Linked DNA regions of Mus musculus: all the other regions are linked to region 1. A link is a contact called in public Hi-C and promoter capture Hi-C data. All regions are on one chromosome and are shown on one strand. The core of a region is the stretch at or near the end of the contact, and the rest is flanking DNA. Distances in the headings are between cores, read along the strand shown.

What was found. Hi-C and Micro-C count contacts between places; a contact is called where the count stands out from the background. Capture Hi-C pulls out chosen DNA fragments and counts their contacts.
Region 2: a Hi-C map of liver shows a contact between it and region 1, with 2.3 times the contacts expected there. The contact joins two enhancer-like sites. A contact is called at or near these places in 2 of 39 promoter capture datasets (cranial neural crest and liver), 1 of 484 Hi-C or Micro-C datasets (liver) and 3 of 115 datasets of contacts at active chromatin or transcription factors (bone marrow-derived macrophages and embryonic stem cells).
Region 3: a promoter capture Hi-C map of adipose tissue shows a contact between it and region 1. The contact joins two enhancer-like sites. A contact is called at or near these places in 4 of 39 promoter capture datasets (the HPC-7 cell line, embryonic stem cells, hematopoietic stem and progenitor cells and 1 more), 12 of 484 Hi-C or Micro-C datasets (Th2 cells, bone marrow-derived macrophages, conventional type 1 dendritic cells and 7 more), 10 of 115 datasets of contacts at active chromatin or transcription factors (bone marrow-derived macrophages, effector CD8 T cells, embryonic stem cells and 5 more) and 4 of 9 other capture datasets (adipose tissue, embryonic stem cells, liver and 1 more).

What each region holds. Positions count from the first base shown.
Region 1 is chr2:144,228,768-144,232,201 of GRCm38.p6, forward strand. No RefSeq gene overlaps it. Among named protein-coding and RNA genes, the nearest start is that of Banf2os, 23 kb to the left of the region's middle. Within about 2 kb of position 1,959, at least 95 of the 459 cell types and tissues checked have an H3K27ac peak or open chromatin away from gene starts, as enhancers often do. A contact at or near this core is called in adipose tissue and liver, where this site is marked.
Region 2 is chr2:144,072,139-144,075,251 of GRCm38.p6, forward strand. It overlaps Banf2 (BANF family member 2), which reads left to right. Exons shown (of 4, transcript NM_207275.2): 4 at 1,629-1,839. The coding sequence ends at 1,775. All of the region lies in intron 2 of Banf2os (a long non-coding RNA gene), which reads right to left. Among named protein-coding and RNA genes, the nearest start is that of Banf2, 41 kb to the left of the region's middle. Within about 2 kb of position 1,568, at least 6 of the 459 cell types and tissues checked have an H3K27ac peak or open chromatin away from gene starts, as enhancers often do. A contact at or near this core is called in liver, where this site is marked.
Region 3 is chr2:143,976,937-143,980,144 of GRCm38.p6, forward strand. The region is part of intron 2 of Rrbp1 (ribosome binding protein 1); the gene reads right to left. Among named protein-coding and RNA genes, the nearest start is that of Rrbp1, 33 kb to the right of the region's middle. Within about 2 kb of position 1,700, at least 20 of the 459 cell types and tissues checked have an H3K27ac peak or open chromatin away from gene starts, as enhancers often do. A contact at or near this core is called in adipose tissue, where this site is marked.

The sequences.
Region 1 (3,434 bases), core at 709-3,208:
AAGAAAGCCCAGAGGAGAGAGGAAGGAGGTGGGGAGGGGAGGTGTGCTCTTTAGTCAAACTACTAAGGAAAACAGTCTCACAAGACCACAGTCACCTGACTCAAAACAGAAGGAAAATAGACTTTTTTTTAAAATGGGCAAAAATAAAAGTCTCAGACCCGTGGGACTGTGATCAAAGAGCTGACACCCGTGTCACTGGAGTAAAGGGAAGGGATGAAGAGGTTGAAACAGAAAAGCAGCTAAAAAAATAATGACTATAAACTTCCTAGTTTGCCTAAAAAAAAAAAAAAGAAAAGCTAAACAGCGTCAGGCTTACAGCTGTGTGAGCTGGAGAAAGGGCTCAGCAGTAACTGCTTGAAGCTAACTGCTCCTGTGAAGCCGGAGTGCACCTCTTAACTCCCTCACCCGGCAGTGCGCCTGCCTGTAACTCCAACTCCTGGGGGATCTAACACCTCTAGCCTCTGAGGGTACCAGAACTCCCAAGGAGATACACACACACACACACACACAGACACACTTAAAAATAAAATCTTGGGCTGGAGAGATGGCTCTGTGGTTAAGAGCACTGACTGCTCTTCCAGAGGTCCTGAGTTCAATTCCCAGCAACCACATGGTGGCTCACAACCATCTGCAATGGGGTCCAATGCCCTCTTCTGGTGTCTGAAGACAGCTACAGTGTACTTACATATAAATAAATAAATCTTAAAAAAAAAATAAAAAATAAAAAATAAAAAAAATAAAAAAAAAAATAAAAATAAAATCTTTTTTAAATAGAAACTCCACAAACCCCAAACAGGATATCCCCCCCCCAAAAAAAATCCATGAGACAATCATAGTAAAACTTAAGGATGAGGTTGAAGTCAGTAAGAGAACGGGAGCATGGCCTTCGGCGGACAAAGATGGCACGCTTTCTGGCAGGCCTGGGCTAAAAGACTGGTTAAAGGAATTTTTCTAACGGAAAGAAATGGATCAAAAGAAGGCACCTGGAGCTCAGGAAAATACCTCAAGGAAAACGCACTCAGGGAAACACAACGGACTCCGTTTCCTCTCCTAAATTATGTCTGACACGTGAGCAGAAACTGAGAATCTCCTCCTGAAAGACTACACTTCCCAGCCGACTACAGAGCTGTCTCCGCCCCTGTCGACTGTTGCATCCCACCCTTTCCTCTAAGCATCTTGAGCATCTGCACATCTGTGACAAAATACCTCCTCACAGTGAATAAACGCCGCCCCACCTAAGGTCTGGCCAAGCCTTTCTTTCCACCTCTGTCGCTCTACACCTGTTTTTATGTAATTAAGCTATTTGTTTATTTATTTATTTATGTTTCTATTTATTTATTTATTTGGGGTTTTTTGTGTGTGGTGTTTGTTTGTTTGTTTGTTTGTTTTTGAGTCAGGGTTACTCTGTGTAGCCTTGGCCATCTTAGAACTCACTCTGTAGACCAGGCGAGCCTCAAACTCAGAGATCAGCCTGCCTCTGCTTCCCAAGAGTGCAGGGCATAATGGCAAGTACTGTGCTTTCCCCATCCCCAACCTTACCACTCCACTCTCATTCTGTGTGCAGCTGCTTTTAAATAATATAACAGAAATAACCCCAGCTCGTATGGTATAAATGGAGCATGCCAATGGAGTACAGAGAAAAAAACAAAAACAAAAAACAAAAACGCTGAAATGGAGGCTCTGTGGATGGAATAAACTGCCAAGGCTATCTCTCAAAGGAAAAGCAGAGAGAGACGGACCAGGGGAAAGTCTTGAGGGTTATGAAGAGAACAGTATCTGAGCTGAGAGGAGAGCAGGTTAGCAGGAGCAGCCTGGGGACTAGCATGGACTCTGATCTGTTGGGTGAGTTTTCACGCTGACAGAGAACTAGGAGCCCTCACCGGAGGTTTGGGGACTGTAGGAGCAGATAAGAAAGAAACGGCTCTTCCTGACAAACGGAAACCCATTTGGCAAGGTGTCTGCGGAATGCTGGGTGTTTGCCTACAGGGTCAGAGTCCAGCATGAGCAGAGCCCAAACTGTCATGAGGAGTGGGAGGGGACCTGGCATTTATTACAACCATGTCACAGAGGAGCGGTAAGGGGACTAATTAGCCTTTAATAACTTACATGTCTGACACAGCCAGAGCAGCCATGAAAAATGATACATTCAACACCAGAAGCCAGATCTCCTTCAGTAAACAAATAACAACAAGCAAATATCACACATGTATGACACATGGCTATACATGTGTGAATCTGATAACTTAGGTGAGACGTGCGGCATGTTGTCCTGCCTTTCCTCCCTGTAACTCCATCACAGACACTTTTTCTACGCTTCTGAGGCTCCAGTCATGGTCAGCTGGATTCATGGATTTGAGCATGATGCTGAGCTAGAGATCACAGCAACAGGATGGATGGTGGGGCAGAAAATGCTCGCTTCATGGCCAGCAAAAAACAGGAAACAATGCGCCCGTGCTCACCAACGGCTCCCTTCCTCTCTTTTATTCCATCAGAGCCTCCAGGTTATTAGATGCACTGCACTCCTACATTCAGGGTGGTTAATGTCTGGGGAAATGACCTCACAGACACACCCAAGGATGTGGTTTGTTGATCTCTTGGGTTTTTCTTCATTGGACCAAGCTGCCTATCAAGATCTGCTTAATTTCAGAGGGGGGACAGTGGGGCACACATGAAGTGCCACATATGGGGAGGGAGGCAAGAGAATTGGAAACCCGAGGCTAGTCTGATCTACATATGCAATCAGGTCTCAAAATAAAATAAAATTTAATAAGAATCATACTGGGGGGGGGCTGCACTTTAATCCCAGCACTCTCCAGGCAGAGGCAGGCAGATATCTGTGCGTTTGAGGCCAGCCTGGTCCACATTGCTAGTCAAGGCTACACAGTGAGAATCTGTTAATTTTTTTTTCTTTTGAGACAGAGTCTCATGAGTAGCTCAGGTTAGCTAACCCATGATCCCCCTGCTTCAACCTTCTGAGTGCTAGGATGATAGTTGCTAGCCAGCAAGCCTGGCTTTTAGTTTATAATTGAATTTTTTAAAATGCCCATCGTAGACAGAGTCCTCAAAAAGCATACGATATCATATTCTGCTTCTGATCATTCATCTTCATAATTAAGATAAATGGACTTGAAATGGCCAGAGGGCTGGAGTGTTGCTGTGAAATCATGAGGACTACTGTGGATCCCAGCATCCACATAACAAGCTGGGTGCCCTGCTCGCACCTGTAACCCTAGTTCCAAGGAGTTTGAAGACAGGAAGATTGGTAGGGCTCCTAGGTTTAGCTTACAGTCAGAGAAAACTCAAGCCCCAGGTTCATAGGAAGACTCTGCCTCAAAGGAAAAGGTGGAAAGCAACAGGAGCAGACACCTAACATCCTCTTCTGGGCTCAGCACATGCCAGGGCACACGCGCGCGCGCGCACACACACACACACAC
Region 2 (3,113 bases), core at 318-2,817, 160 kb before region 1:
TCTATCATCCTGTCCTACTTTCTTGAAACAGTCTTCACTGGATCTGTAGGTAGGCAGTTGGCCAGCAAGCTCCAGCAAGCTCCAGCAAGCTCCAGCAAGCTCCAGCAAGCTCCAGCAAGCTCTGACCCCACAATGCTGGGGTTAGGGGTACATGCATGACCACAGCCAACTTTTTATGTGGATACTGGGGACTTAAACTCAGGTCCTTGTAAGGGCACAGAAAATGTTCTTATTCACTGAGCCATCTCTCTAGTCTCTAATTTTTTTTTTTCTTTTGTAAATTAATTGTTAGAGTTGGCCTACAAAGTAACGGCAACGGCATCTGCAGTGACGTTTCCGTAATCCGTGCCATTATACTTTGCTCATTTTTTTTTAGCACACAGACATCCTTGGGAACATTATTATCAGGGGTTTCCAGAGAAACAGGACCAGGAGATTATATATAATTATTAGAGGAGATTTGTTTATTATTTATTTTCACACAATTAGAGGCTCCACCTTGGCTGTCTACTGACTGGAAAGACAGGGAAATTGGTAGCTTGCTGCTCTGTCCGAGAGCTGAAATGCTCATTCAGAAAGGGAGTGGGGGTGGGGTGGGGGTGGGGCAGTGATGCAGCTCCAGTCTGAGGCTGGAAAACGAGGGCCAAGGTTTAGCAGGATTTATGTCTGTCTGTGCTGTTCCCACGGGCACAACTCTCCGAGGCATGCGTGTCTTCCTTTGTCTTCCCATTTAAGACACACTCCTGTACAAGTGGACAGCCCAGGGCAGGGCAGTGCTGGGCTGCAGGTTTTGTGAATTCTCCTTTCTGCTGAGTTACTGAAAGCACATAGGTAGTTTGTAAATGGATGCTAACAAGTCATTCGCCTGCCAGCCACACCTGCCGTGGTTCTCAGGTGAGCTCCTCACCATGGCTTCTTTCTGGGAAACTGGTACTGGCATCATCCAGGGATTGAAGACAGGAATGTTTTTAAATGTCCTGCAGTGGATAGGACAGTCCCCGTGATGCAGAATCAGCCACCATGCTAGTAGAGTTGAGAGAGCAGTGGGCCAAGGAGCTACGCTCTAGTTTAGCTTTGTGCGTATTTTGGAGAAGGAACTCTTTGGACTGCAGAGGTAGCTCAGGGATAGAGTGCTTGCCTAGCACGTGCAAGGCGCTGGGTTTAGTCCACAGTGTGCACATATACACACCACCACTACCACCAAAGGGAAAAGGAAAAGAAAACATTAAATAGCAGACCTAAAAGGAGTTCAGGGTATGCTAGTCACCCATCCCCTGTCCCCCCCGCCCCCCAACACATGCTGGAAGCCCACTAGAAATGGAGATTCTTGAGCTCTGCCCAAATTTGAGACACTGAGTCAGGAAGTTCCCTTTCATAAGATCCCAGGAAATGTCTTCAAGTTTGAGGACAAGGCCTAATTGTCACTGCAAGATGACAGTCCCTAGACCAGAGGGACTGGCCTCTGAGAGAGACCTGTGATTAACCTGACCTCACCTTTCCCCTGGGCCGTGTCAGGGACTGGCTGTCTCCCTCCTGTCTGACCCACACCCTAACCTTTGGCTGTCCCCTGAGTAGGGATAGTGCCATTCTGATAACCCTGTCTTCCGCCCTCCTGCCCCTCTTCCCAGGCCTATGTCCTGCTGGGACAGTTTCTTCTGATGCACAAGAATGAAGCAGAGTTCCAGAGGTGGATCATCTGCTGCTGTGGAGCTACGGAGTGTGAGGCCCGCCAGAGCTCCACCTGCCTGAAGGAGTGGTGCTCCTGTTTCCTATAGATATCTCTGGCCTGGCAGCTCTACCTCAGATAAAGGCTACCCATGCTACCTACAGACAACCTCCAAGTTGTTACTTGTGTCCTTAATTTATTTCCGTGTGTGTGTGTGTGTGTGTGTGTGTGTGTGTGTGTGTATCAGTATGTATGTGTGTTTGCATGTGCGTGAGTGTGATGTACACGCACATATGTGTATGTGTCTGATGTATACAGGTGTTGGGGAAGGGTTGCTGATTAATACCAAAAGTTGACCTAGTTAGTTGTCTCTCTGATTTTTTTCCAGCTTATATTTTGAGATAAGGTCTATCAATGAACTTGGAACTCACCAATTAGGCAATACTAGCTGGCCATCCAGTACCAGGAATCTGCTTATCTCTAGACATGTGCCACCAGACCCAGATTTTGTTTGATCTGGGTACTAGGGATTCAAACTCTGGTCACTGTATCAGTGTGCCACTTTCCTGATGCATCTCTGCAGTATTTACAATACATGTGCGCACTCGCATGTGCGCACACATACACAATTTATGTGTGTGTTTGTCACTGTATCAGTGTGCCACTTTCCTGATGTAGCTTCCTCTAGGACTAGGATGGAGGATCCACTCCCGGAGAGTCTGCTGCACGAGGCTGCTGGCTGAAGGCCTCATTCACTCACGGGACTGCTGGGGATGGGGCTGGGGTGCGGTGGGGTGAGAGGTAGACAGAAAGAGAACACAGAGACAGAATCTCACCCTGCTTCCTGTGACCTAGTCTCTGACTCATGCTACATCCCATGCCTGATTTCATATTCTACTTTTTAGAAGCACGTCATTAAGTATCCTAGGAACAAGAATCCCTCCTTGAAACAGCAGAAAATGCCGATATGTTTTAAGGTTTTCGCTGTTGGGGTTTTTGGTTTTGTTTTATTCATTAGATATTTTCTTTCTTTATATTTCAAATCTTATCCCCTTTCTTCATTTCCCCTCCGAAAACCCCCTATCCCAACCCCCCTCCTCCTGCTCACCAACCCACCCACTCCCACTTCCCTGTCCTGGCATTCCCCTATACTGGGGCATAGAACCTTCACAGGACCAAGGGCCTCTCCTCCCATTGATGTCCAACAAGGCCATCCTCTGCTACATATGCAGCTAGAGCCATGAGTCCCACCATGTGTTTTCTTTGATTGGTGGTTTAGTCCCAGGGAGCTCAGTGGGGGGGTGAGTACTGGTTTGTTCATATTGTTGTTCCTCCTATGAGGCTACAAACCCCTTCAGCTCCTTGGGTCCTTTCTCTAGCTCCTTCATTGGGGACCCTGTGCTCAGTCCGATGGTAGGCTGTGAGCACCCACTTCTGTATTTGTCAG
Region 3 (3,208 bases), core at 450-2,949, 250 kb before region 1:
CAGAGAGCACTTTTCTAGTAAGGTATGTTGGTGTGTGCCTGTATTTCCAGCACTTGGGAGGTAGAGAATGAGTTAAGGCCTGCCTGGGGTACATGAGATCCTGTCTCAAAGAAGAATGGGAGTGGGGAGCCAAAATAAAGACACTTCCCTTTTGGCCCTATCCCTTAAGGCCCAACTCCTCCCATGGGGAAAAAAAAACCATCTGGCTACCACTGCTGAAGGAAGCCTTGCTACCGAATATCATCTCGAGTACTAACACTAGCTATGGGATGCTTCAAGATGCTTCCAGCACTGTCTAGAAGCTCTCGACTATGTTCAGAGGCTAAACAGCATAAATAAATAAATAAATCTTAAAATAAGTAAATAAATAAACAAGCAGACAAATGAAACAATCCAAAGCAATGTAAAATCGAGCCTTCTCTGTCTATCCTGCTTTCCCACCCACAGAACTTCTATTACCTTCTCCAGATACTCTCCTAGAATGTCACAAAACATTTTTTATTGACTCTCTTGGGTAGGTAGGTAGGTAGATAGGTAGGTAGGTAGGTAAATAAATAAATAAATAAATAAATAAATAGAGTATTGTCTCTGGATCAGAGGCAGTAAAGCTGACAGAAGGAAAACTGAGCCCCTGGCTGAGTCCTATCCAAACAGCTTGCCCTACACCCCACTCACATCTCTAGCAAATGCCTCAAGATTCTAGTAATTCTTGGTATTGTAAAATCTTAAGGTATTAAAACAAACCTACCAAATATTCCATATTTAATCCATTAACCATGGGCTTTAAAAAGAGCAAGGGGAATTCTAGAAGTGGTTAGCTCCCTGCATGGCTGACCTAGCAGCCTGGGTCTGGCTCACACTGGTTGACAGGTCTGGTCTAGAGAAGAATGAGGCAGATGGACAGCAAAGAACAGCTACAAGATGGCACCAATCAGATGTGGGGGACACAACCACATACTCCCCCTTGGACTAGGCCATTCAGGAATATGGCACACTATAAAGACTCAGGATAGGCCTCTGGGGGCCTGAGGGACCTGAGACACAGTACACCACTTCCAGGTAACAGCTAACAAGTGAAATCAGTCCAGAAACTTTACAGCTGCAGACTATCTAAGAGACTGGACCCATAGTGCTAGCAGCTAACTCCATAGTAGGTAGGTAGGTAGGTTGGTAGGTAGAGACAGACAGGCAGACAGAGGCTAAACAAATATATCTCTTGGCCAAGGCCAGTCTATGGGTCACCTCTGGCCTTGGTTTTCAGTACAGCATCTACACTATCAAATAGCCTAAGCTAAAAACCGCCAATTTCCAACTTAGCCCCTCCTTTCGACTATGTCCTTGGACAACTGGCTTTACCACCACCTGACACAGTTTCCTTGTCTGTAAAGTCAGTAACAACGGTTCCTCCCTCACGGTCTGGCTGCAAAGATTAACTTAATTTGTGCTTGGAATGAGACACAGGGGAAAGCACTGTAAACTAACTCTCCAGGGCCAACTTTGGAGGCCCAAGCATTAACACCCACTCGTTGGACAGTCAAACCCGACCCGTCCCAGCTCAACAGTGGAGGGCAAGGGTGAGGATCTAAGAATGGCCTCTCTGAGGCCAAGGCTGACTTAGGGGCTCAGAGGGCAGACTGTCCTTACTCATGGGGCACAAGAGCTTGAGGAAGAGGATGTGCCTCCACCAACAAGAAGCGTGAATGTAGTGTGCTTAGTGTCCAGACTTCAAAACTATGATGCAACCAGTCTGCTACAGAAATGCCGTACCACCTAGGAAATGAAACTTGTAAAGAGGCACTTAGAACTCTCTTCTCTGTCAACTGTGGGCTCCTTTAGGAAAATTGCTCTTTGGCTGCATAACCAACAACTCCCCAATGAACAGCCTCAGCAGCAATAAGAAGATGTTAACGTAAGGGCACCTGAGACTTGGCACCTCGCTGCTCCAGCAGCAGCTACCCCTCCACTGTCCAGCTACAGAACATGCCTGCCAGGCCCAGGCCCTACTTTCTCCACCAGCAGGGAGCGCATCAGCTCACTCCAGGACTTGCCCTGTGAGTACCTACAGACAGCTAGAGGCTAAATGGAGGTGAGAGTATTACTATAGATTCCCAAACAGCTCTGCCTAGGACAGACCCAGCTTATTTTCTTGCTTCTAAACAGTGTATGCACTGAGAAGTCTGCAGAATGCTAGGCTTGGAGAGGTAAGTAGAAAAGAGGACCACATATGCAACACAGCAGGCACAGAGCGGTCAAGCAACAAAGCAGCATGCTGGGGCCTAGAGAATGCAGATACAATGGAAGCAGAGGCTGATGCACAGGTGCTTCACCAGGCAGTACTGGGTAAAGAGGCAGCAAGAGGTCTGAAGGAAGGAGAGCAGCCTAGAAAGGCACTAATGTCTGCAGGATCCAGAACTTTGGATTCCCAGAGGAGCAGAGGGAGGTAAGAATGGAATAGGTACAAGATTTCACAGGCCCCAGAGAGCCAGCTTTACCCCACAGTGTGCAGTGACTAAAGGGAATCTTGCTTGGGATGCCAGGAGGGACAAGGCTTGAAGAAGACAGTTCAGGAAAGGGCCTGAGCCAGTGCTCCACCCTACGAGTCTCCAGGCGACTAAGTGTGAGAATCCCAGATGATAACCAAAGACACCTCACAGTGGGTCCTGACAGAAGCACAGGTGGGGACTGACGAGGACTCACGGCAAGGACATTCATGGTCTTAGGGACTGTCCAAAACCCATTCTGAAGGTCTTTCCCTCAAACGCAAATACCATTCCTCTGGACCTTCACAGCGAATGACAGGGACAGTGCTGAGTTCCAAGCACAGCATCTCCACAGGAAAGAAGTCATAGCCCAACCTTAAGCAGATTCCATGACCTGTCCTTAACCACCTCAGCCAAACTGAGCTGTGCTCTAGAACAGTCAGGACCCAGGCCTCTAAGCCTCTTGGGAGCCCAGTTCCATGTGATCATCTACATTTACAACCAAAGATCCTGGGAATAACAAAGGTAAGGACTGTCTAACATCACCACAGCCTCTCCCCAACCAGACATTTATAAACTGTGACCAAGAAATCTATAGGAAAGTACAAGGCTCTCAAAGGAACTAGAACACACCCTGCCCTCTTCCATCCACAGCCAAGACAGGCTCTGGGCAGCATGGTAAGTAGAGCCTTCACTCCCAGATCAGGTGGCCCTTCCCAGAGCATGCA